Linked DNA regions of Canis lupus: region 1 is linked to region 2. A link is a contact called in public Hi-C data. All regions are on one chromosome and are shown on one strand. Each heading gives the region's core, a stretch centred on a gene start, on an enhancer-like site or on the middle of the called end of the contact. The rest is flanking DNA. Distances are from core to core; before and after follow the strand shown. Region 1 overlaps VIT (vitrin). Region 2 holds the start of VIT (vitrin).

The links. A called contact is a pair of places that touch in the nucleus more often than the background predicts.
Region 1: a Hi-C map of amygdala shows a contact between it and region 2, with 1.9 times the contacts expected there. The contact joins the enhancer-like site here to the promoter of VIT in region 2. A contact is called at or near these places in 2 of 9 Hi-C or Micro-C datasets (amygdala and skin fibroblasts).

Annotation. Positions count from the first base shown.
Region 1 is chr17:29,370,147-29,373,570 of UU_Cfam_GSD_1.0, forward strand. All of the region lies in intron 8 of VIT (vitrin), which reads left to right. Among named protein-coding and RNA genes, the nearest start is that of VIT, 70 kb to the left of the region's middle. Within about 2 kb of position 1,410, at least 3 of the 20 cell types and tissues checked have an H3K27ac peak or open chromatin away from gene starts, as enhancers often do.
Region 2 is chr17:29,300,260-29,303,440 of UU_Cfam_GSD_1.0, forward strand. VIT (vitrin) reads left to right here and starts at 1,718. Exons shown (of 16, transcript XM_038561262.1): 1 at 1,718-2,006.

The DNA.
Region 1 (3,424 bases), core at 160-2,659, 70 kb after region 2:
GCTACACTACAGTCCTTTCATGACTCAGAATAAGGCAGAGCAGGTCATGATGCCACAGGGGCTGTGTGCCAGGGAACTGCCTCTCTCAGCCTAACCTGCCTCCACTAAAACAACCCAAGTTGCATTTGGGAGATGTCCTGTCAACCCATCAGTTCATCTCCTCCTGAACTGGCGATGACTCAAGTCACCAGGACTTTTTTCTCTTGCACTTCTAGAGAAGTGGGTCACACCAATCCCACTTTTGTGCAGTTGAGTTTTTGAACCCAACTTAGAACATCACACTTATCACTATGAAATTCTCCATTAGTTTCATCTCTTGCAATCTCCATGAATCTTAATTCTGTCATTTAGTGTATTAACTACCCTTCCAACTTTTCTGTCATCCACAAAATTGATTAACATGCCGCTTGCTTCTATTCTTATCACTGATAAAAATACACCTCATTGGACCAAATCTCATGAGCCCCACTAAATACCTCATCTGTGTTTAGGGCAACCAATTAACAGATACAAGCAGCTATATATGGACCTAATGAGGTAGTCATTGACCTCAACACTTCATCCTCTGCTCCGCAGGACACCAGACTTAAAACCAACGAATGATTCCTGCTACCCTTCCTGCTGTGCCTTCTGCCCACAGATGTAACCTCACACACCTCCAATTTAAGCCACCACCCCCACTGCAGAGGAACTGTTCTACAATTTGAAATATGTATATTTACTGAGCATGCTGTATGTCAGGCACTGTGCTGTGGGTTAGAACTACAAAGATGAACTGGATATTTTCAGATCCTAGAATTGTGCCTCTACGGGTAGAAGTTCCCATATTCTGGTCTTCTGCAGTCATCGGCAAGGCCACTGCCCCCTCTAGCCCCCACTGCCAGATCCTACCCCCTCCTCCAAGCCCTCTGGGCGGGGACAGAGGCCACCTTGCTAGCATGGCTGCCCCTGCTATATTCCCCAGGGGAGGGAAGGGTGCTCCCGATGGCTTCAGTTAGAATGCAGTGACTTTTCCTCCGAACCATTCTGCTTCATGCTACCGTATTTGATCAAATAAGCTTCACTAGCCTGGAAAGCGAACCATGGAGTTAATGTTTACATGAGAAAAGACTGCCAGGTCCCAAACCAGTATCCCCCACTGAGCTTGGAGGGTAACCTGTGTGTAAACCCAGGACCACGGATGCTTCTCAGGGATGACAGCTCACGCCCAGAACCCGCGGCCTATCCTCAGCCCTCTCTGATAGCCCCTGTGCAATAGGCCGTGGGCACGGTGACGCCTTTGGCACAGCCAGCTGCTCTCTGAGCACCCGCCGTTCCACTATAGCAAGAGAGAGTTGTCCAAAGGAAACGTGTGGCCCAGGGCAGGAAGCCAGGCTGAAGGGCCAGAGGTGTGGAGGTACCCCAGCTCCAGAAGCCTGCTGCTTCTCAGACTGCCACCTCCTCACACCCCCACTCCAGGGGAATCTCCAGGTGGGGGCAGGGAGAACCAGGGGGCTGAAGGGCCACCTGTGCTTCTGCCCCATAAAACTTTAGAGGCCTAAGGGCCATGTGTTGCGGCTCCCGCTTGGGTCCCGGGCTGGTGGCTTCCAGATGTGCAGGGAACAGAAGCTGTAATCAGTGCAAAGGTCACCTTCAGGGTCTCAAAGCAGGGATTTTGGGCCCTCTCCTTTAGTCTGAGTTGTGGTTTCTCTTCAGGGCCTACCCCAGTACCCTGACATGCTAAAGTGGCCCTCACTCCTGTGTGACAAACAGGTGGTGGTTAATCACGGGCTCCAGATCCCAGCCTTCCAATTCAGCTCCATCTCTCCCTGTGCATGTTTCCTCACCTCTAAAATGGGGGTCATAGTTCTAACCTGACTCACAGGGTTATTGTGACTTAACCTTGCAAAGTGCTTGGTCATTGCCTGACACTAAGCACGCTCTCCCTGTTAATGGTTCTACGTTCTTACCACGGGAATCCTTCAGAGCCGGCACCTCTTAGACACTGATAGTATCAACGAGATGACCAAGAGAGGACTGCCACAAAAATAAGTCCCTGTGTTGTAAGACTACCTTACACTTTTCCCTCCATGGGAGGCAGGGCAGGATAAGTGCTGATGACCTCAGCTTTACACAGGAGAAAACTAAAGGTCGGAGAAGGTGGCGAGTGCCCCCCAGCTCCTGGCTGGGTTTCTGTAGGCACCGGATGGGCCTTCTCACGCCTTTTATCCTCACATCACCTGGTTCCTCCTGACACCAGAATGTAAGTGTTCTCACAAACTTACGTGCCGTTACTACCAAGTCCAAAAACACCAAGCCTCAGCTGTCCAAATATTTGTCAGCCCTCAGCTTTTGGAGAAAAATGATTTGGTTCATACTTGTCCCAAATAAATAGAAGCGGCACCAACAGAAGGACCAGCTCGCAGGACAGGATGTGAGGGCGTGGAGACCCCTGCTGAAATACGTTGGGCATTCTGATTCTCTGCAGCCTTTGAGGGGACTGAAAGCTTCAGGTGAAAACTGAGACACCACCAGCCCTCCAGGGTTTTGGGGTGGGGGGGGGGGGTCATTTGTTGTTGTTCCTGTAGGGAAAGGACAGGTTTTTGCCAGTAGGTGGCGATAGAGAAATAAGGCTAAAGAAGCCAAAGGTTTAAACTCTAAATCATAAATTTGAACTGGGAGATCATCTCATCCAACCTGCTAATGTTATTCAAAGAAATTAAGGCTCACAGAAGGTGTGCAGCTTGTTTAAGATCACACACCTGGGTAATGGCTGAGCCAAATTAAACTCCGTTCTCACCGTGAAATCTGAATGTGCACGAACACAGTCTGCCTTTCAAAACAGCCTGGCATCTCCATCATACAAAGGGAAACATCACTTCTTTCTAGTGTGTTAATCACTGCAGCATGCAGCGAAACTGCTGGGCTCATTAGGCCCTCCGAGTTCGGGTTTCTGAGCTGGGGAGGTGGGAGAGGAGGAAGGGACAGAAGGAGAGAAACAGCTATCGTTGGTGTCCTCAAGAGGCTTCATAACACCTTTGTGCTGCCTCTGAGCCCCTCCTGGCCATGACTCCCCCAAAACCATCAGGGACCACAGGCTCAGAATCGCCCCCTTCCTGACCACCCCTTCCACTTTATCAGCACCAGTTTATGGTGGAGGCGTTAAACATTTTACTGCAGATAGAAATGCCAGGTGCCGCTCTGCTTTCTTCTGCTTGCGGCGCGCAGTGAGAAGCAGAGACTCAGGAAATGAATGGACTACTTGCCCCCTGAAGCGGCCAGATTTGTTCTGAGTAGTTCTAAGGAAGAGAACATAAACAGATGGGTGAGTCAAATGTACCTCAAATGACTGTGGGCACATATTGGGTGCTGAAAAAGTGTGGATGGAGCGTCGGATTAAGATTTTAGATCAAAATGAAAAAACTTTCTAACAGTCTCAATGGTT
Region 2 (3,181 bases), core at 468-2,967:
ATTCCCCATGTATGAGGGGTAATTAGTAGTTCCAGAATTTTTCATCATGGCAAACATCATTGTTTTTAATTTGTACTTGTCTTTGAGCATCTCTTCGTATGCTTTTCAATACATTTGCATTTGATTTCTGCCTTATTCAACATAAGAAAATAAATTAACAAAAGAAAAGAAGCTCCAGACTAATATGGAAGCTAATACAGCAAGTTGCCTCTGAATCAGACAGCCTTGAATTTGAATGCCAGTTGTTACCTTTCTGTCTGGGTGACCCTGGAAAAGTTACTATCTCTTTGAGCCTCAGGTCTCTTATCTGAGGAATGGAGTAATAGTACTGGCCTTTCCAGGTTCTTCTAAGTGTTAAATGAGGTGATAAATGTAGAGGACTATCACCATTCCTAGCAAAAGCAAGCATTTGATTAAAAAAAAAAGGCAATTATTATTATCATCGTTAATTCTCTTTGGGCTGCCATTTCATCTGAACCTTCCCTGACTCCCTGATGGTAGAAGCCAGACATCCTCCATGTGTGGCAGCACCATTCTTAACTGCCAATGGTCTTAGGCCCAGGGTTTTTTGGAGGAAGAAATAGGATTAAGAAATAATTTAAAGGCAGAACCAAATGGAGGGGAAAAAAGCTAAATAGCATTCCAACCTTAATCTTTTTTTTAAAAGTTTTTTTTTTTTTTTTAATTTTTTTTTTTTTTTTTTTTAAATTTATTTATTTATGATAGTCACACACACAGAGAGAGAGAGAGGCGGAGACATAGGCAGAGGGAGAAGCAGGCTCCATGCACCAGGAGCCCGACGTGGGATTCGATCCCGGGTCTCCAGGATCGCGCCCTGGGCCAAAGGCAGGCGCCAAACCGCTGCGCCACCCAGGGATCCCTCCAACCTTAATCTTAAATAAGGAACTATCTCAGAGCCCACAGGTAGGGCTGCTGGGAGGGAGGATTCTCCTCTGGGGCTGCGTGAGTGCATATTCCCCAGCAGGAGGAGGAATGGCTCTGTGCTACCTCCCGCCCTGCTGGAGAGAAGATGCTCTGTTAGGGTGATACACATTTGAATCTCCAGGAGTGCCAGATGTGCATTTCTGTGTGTGTGTGTGTGTGTGTGTGTGTTTTAATGGTGTGATATGCTGATATATGTTTTGCATCTGAATCCCTTCAGTTTAATCGGTGATACCAATAATAACTAAAATCGGCAGATTTCACTTATGATGTAAGCTCGCCACCATCAGTTTTTTGAAACATGAGTCAGGTTTTGCCTTCCACTATTCTTATCTTGTGTCCCGTTACTAGCAGCATGGGCTACAGTCATTTCATTAAGCTTGCCAAAATGCAGAAAGGACCTAAGCAAGCTAAACAAAGAAAAAAATAAATAAATAACATTACTATGTAGGAAAAGTGTTTTCAACTCCAAGACTGAGAGTCCAGTAGGACCAGTTTGGTGGTATTGGCACAGTGTTCTTTCCTTATGCAGTTTAATCAGCTGCTCACTAGCATTTGAAAAAGAAAGAGAAAATTTAATTGCCCTTAAGTCCTTTTTAAAGCCTACTTTTTATTTCCCATTTTTTCTAGGCACGTCTCTTCTGCTTTTTAGAATTTCTAATTATAGAATTTGCTTACTGAAAATGTGTGCTTTAGGCTAGAAACGAATATTTAGAAATCCTTACCCCAAAGAAAAGCAAGTGGGAGTGGAAATTTGAAAGAGGACCGCCTAATTCAGCACTAAAACCAGTGTGAGAAGCAGTGTGTGAGAGTGTGTGTGTGTGTGAGCATGTGCATGTGTGTGTGTGTGTGTGTGGCTAAATGTGCTTTTCAAAGTGCTGAGAGGTTGATGGGAATGTTTGATTAGCTCCTCTGAGAAAAGAGAAAAGTTGCTTGGACCTCTCCTTGTTTCTTCTTTAGAATAATTTGGATGGAATTTGTGATGCAGAAAAGCTTAAGGAAAAAAGGCTATCCATTCTGTGTGGTGGAAAATTTTTGAAAAAAAATTGCTTTCTTCAAACAAGGTATGTCTGATGAATTACTAAGCTATGTAGATAGTTTGCTTTCCATTCCTTATTATAAAAACTTTAAAGTGTATTTATCTTTAAGAAACTACAATGTATACCTTGACCAAGTCATCAGTCTGTACAAACTTTAGTCTTAGGAGAATTGGGAGGGGAGTGGGGGTAATTGACATCCTTGTAAATGACTAATATTATGTATATCAACTATAACTAAATTGTGCTGAGATAAGATCAGAATAAAATTTTTGAACATATTTTTAAACCAATTTAATGATGGTTAAAATAAGTTGAAAAGTATGACCTAAGTCTCTTTATTCTGCTGCCCGTTTTTATACCTTGCTTCCTCTATGGAATATGATAGCAATGTAACAAATTGCTTCCAACAATGGATGAAAAGCAGTGCAAGAAAGGGATTCATTGATGCTAAATGAAGAGAAATTATTTAGCGTGGATCTAAACTTCTCTCAGACAGATCTCAGTGGAATGTGGCTAGATGTACAATTCTGTATCTTGTTTCCACTAGAAGTATTTTCTTAGGCTGAATGCTTCTTTAACTGATAAGCCCCAGAAAGGGTTGGCATTGTTAAGTCTACTATTGTAGCTCAACTTTGCACAGGGAAACCGGGTACGAAATCTCTTTTAAGCATGATTTGTGTCAAACCAGTATAAACATGAAATAAATGCCTCAAGCACAGGTTAAACAGAGAGGATAAGATTGAACAGTTAGCCTCAATGGTTTGCTCCAAAAAACCCAGGCATCTTTGCCATCCCCAGATTGAGAGTAGAATTCCAGATTTTCTTTGGGTTTATTGTAAAAATAAAACCAGGCATTCTTGGCCATGGTGGTTATTCAAAAATGTGAGCGCTAAGAAAATAGCATTTTGCCATTACGTTGTGTTGCAATAAATTTGGAAGTTTTGGTGGTAAAGTTCTGAGGTTGTTTTTCCCTCGTCTCTTGAAAGATGAAAACACCCCATAGCAAAGCAAGATCAGACGCTATTTGTTTGTGTATTTTCTCGTTATATGTGTTAGCTGCAAATGGTAGCTATGCCTCCTCCGGTAAAGAAAGCTGGAAGTGTCTGTCTTTTATTTTTTGAATTAAAATACCCTCTTTTGTGAAAGGGCTTTTGACAGAGAATTGCAAGACTAAAGGGCTGCATTTTTAATTGCAATGT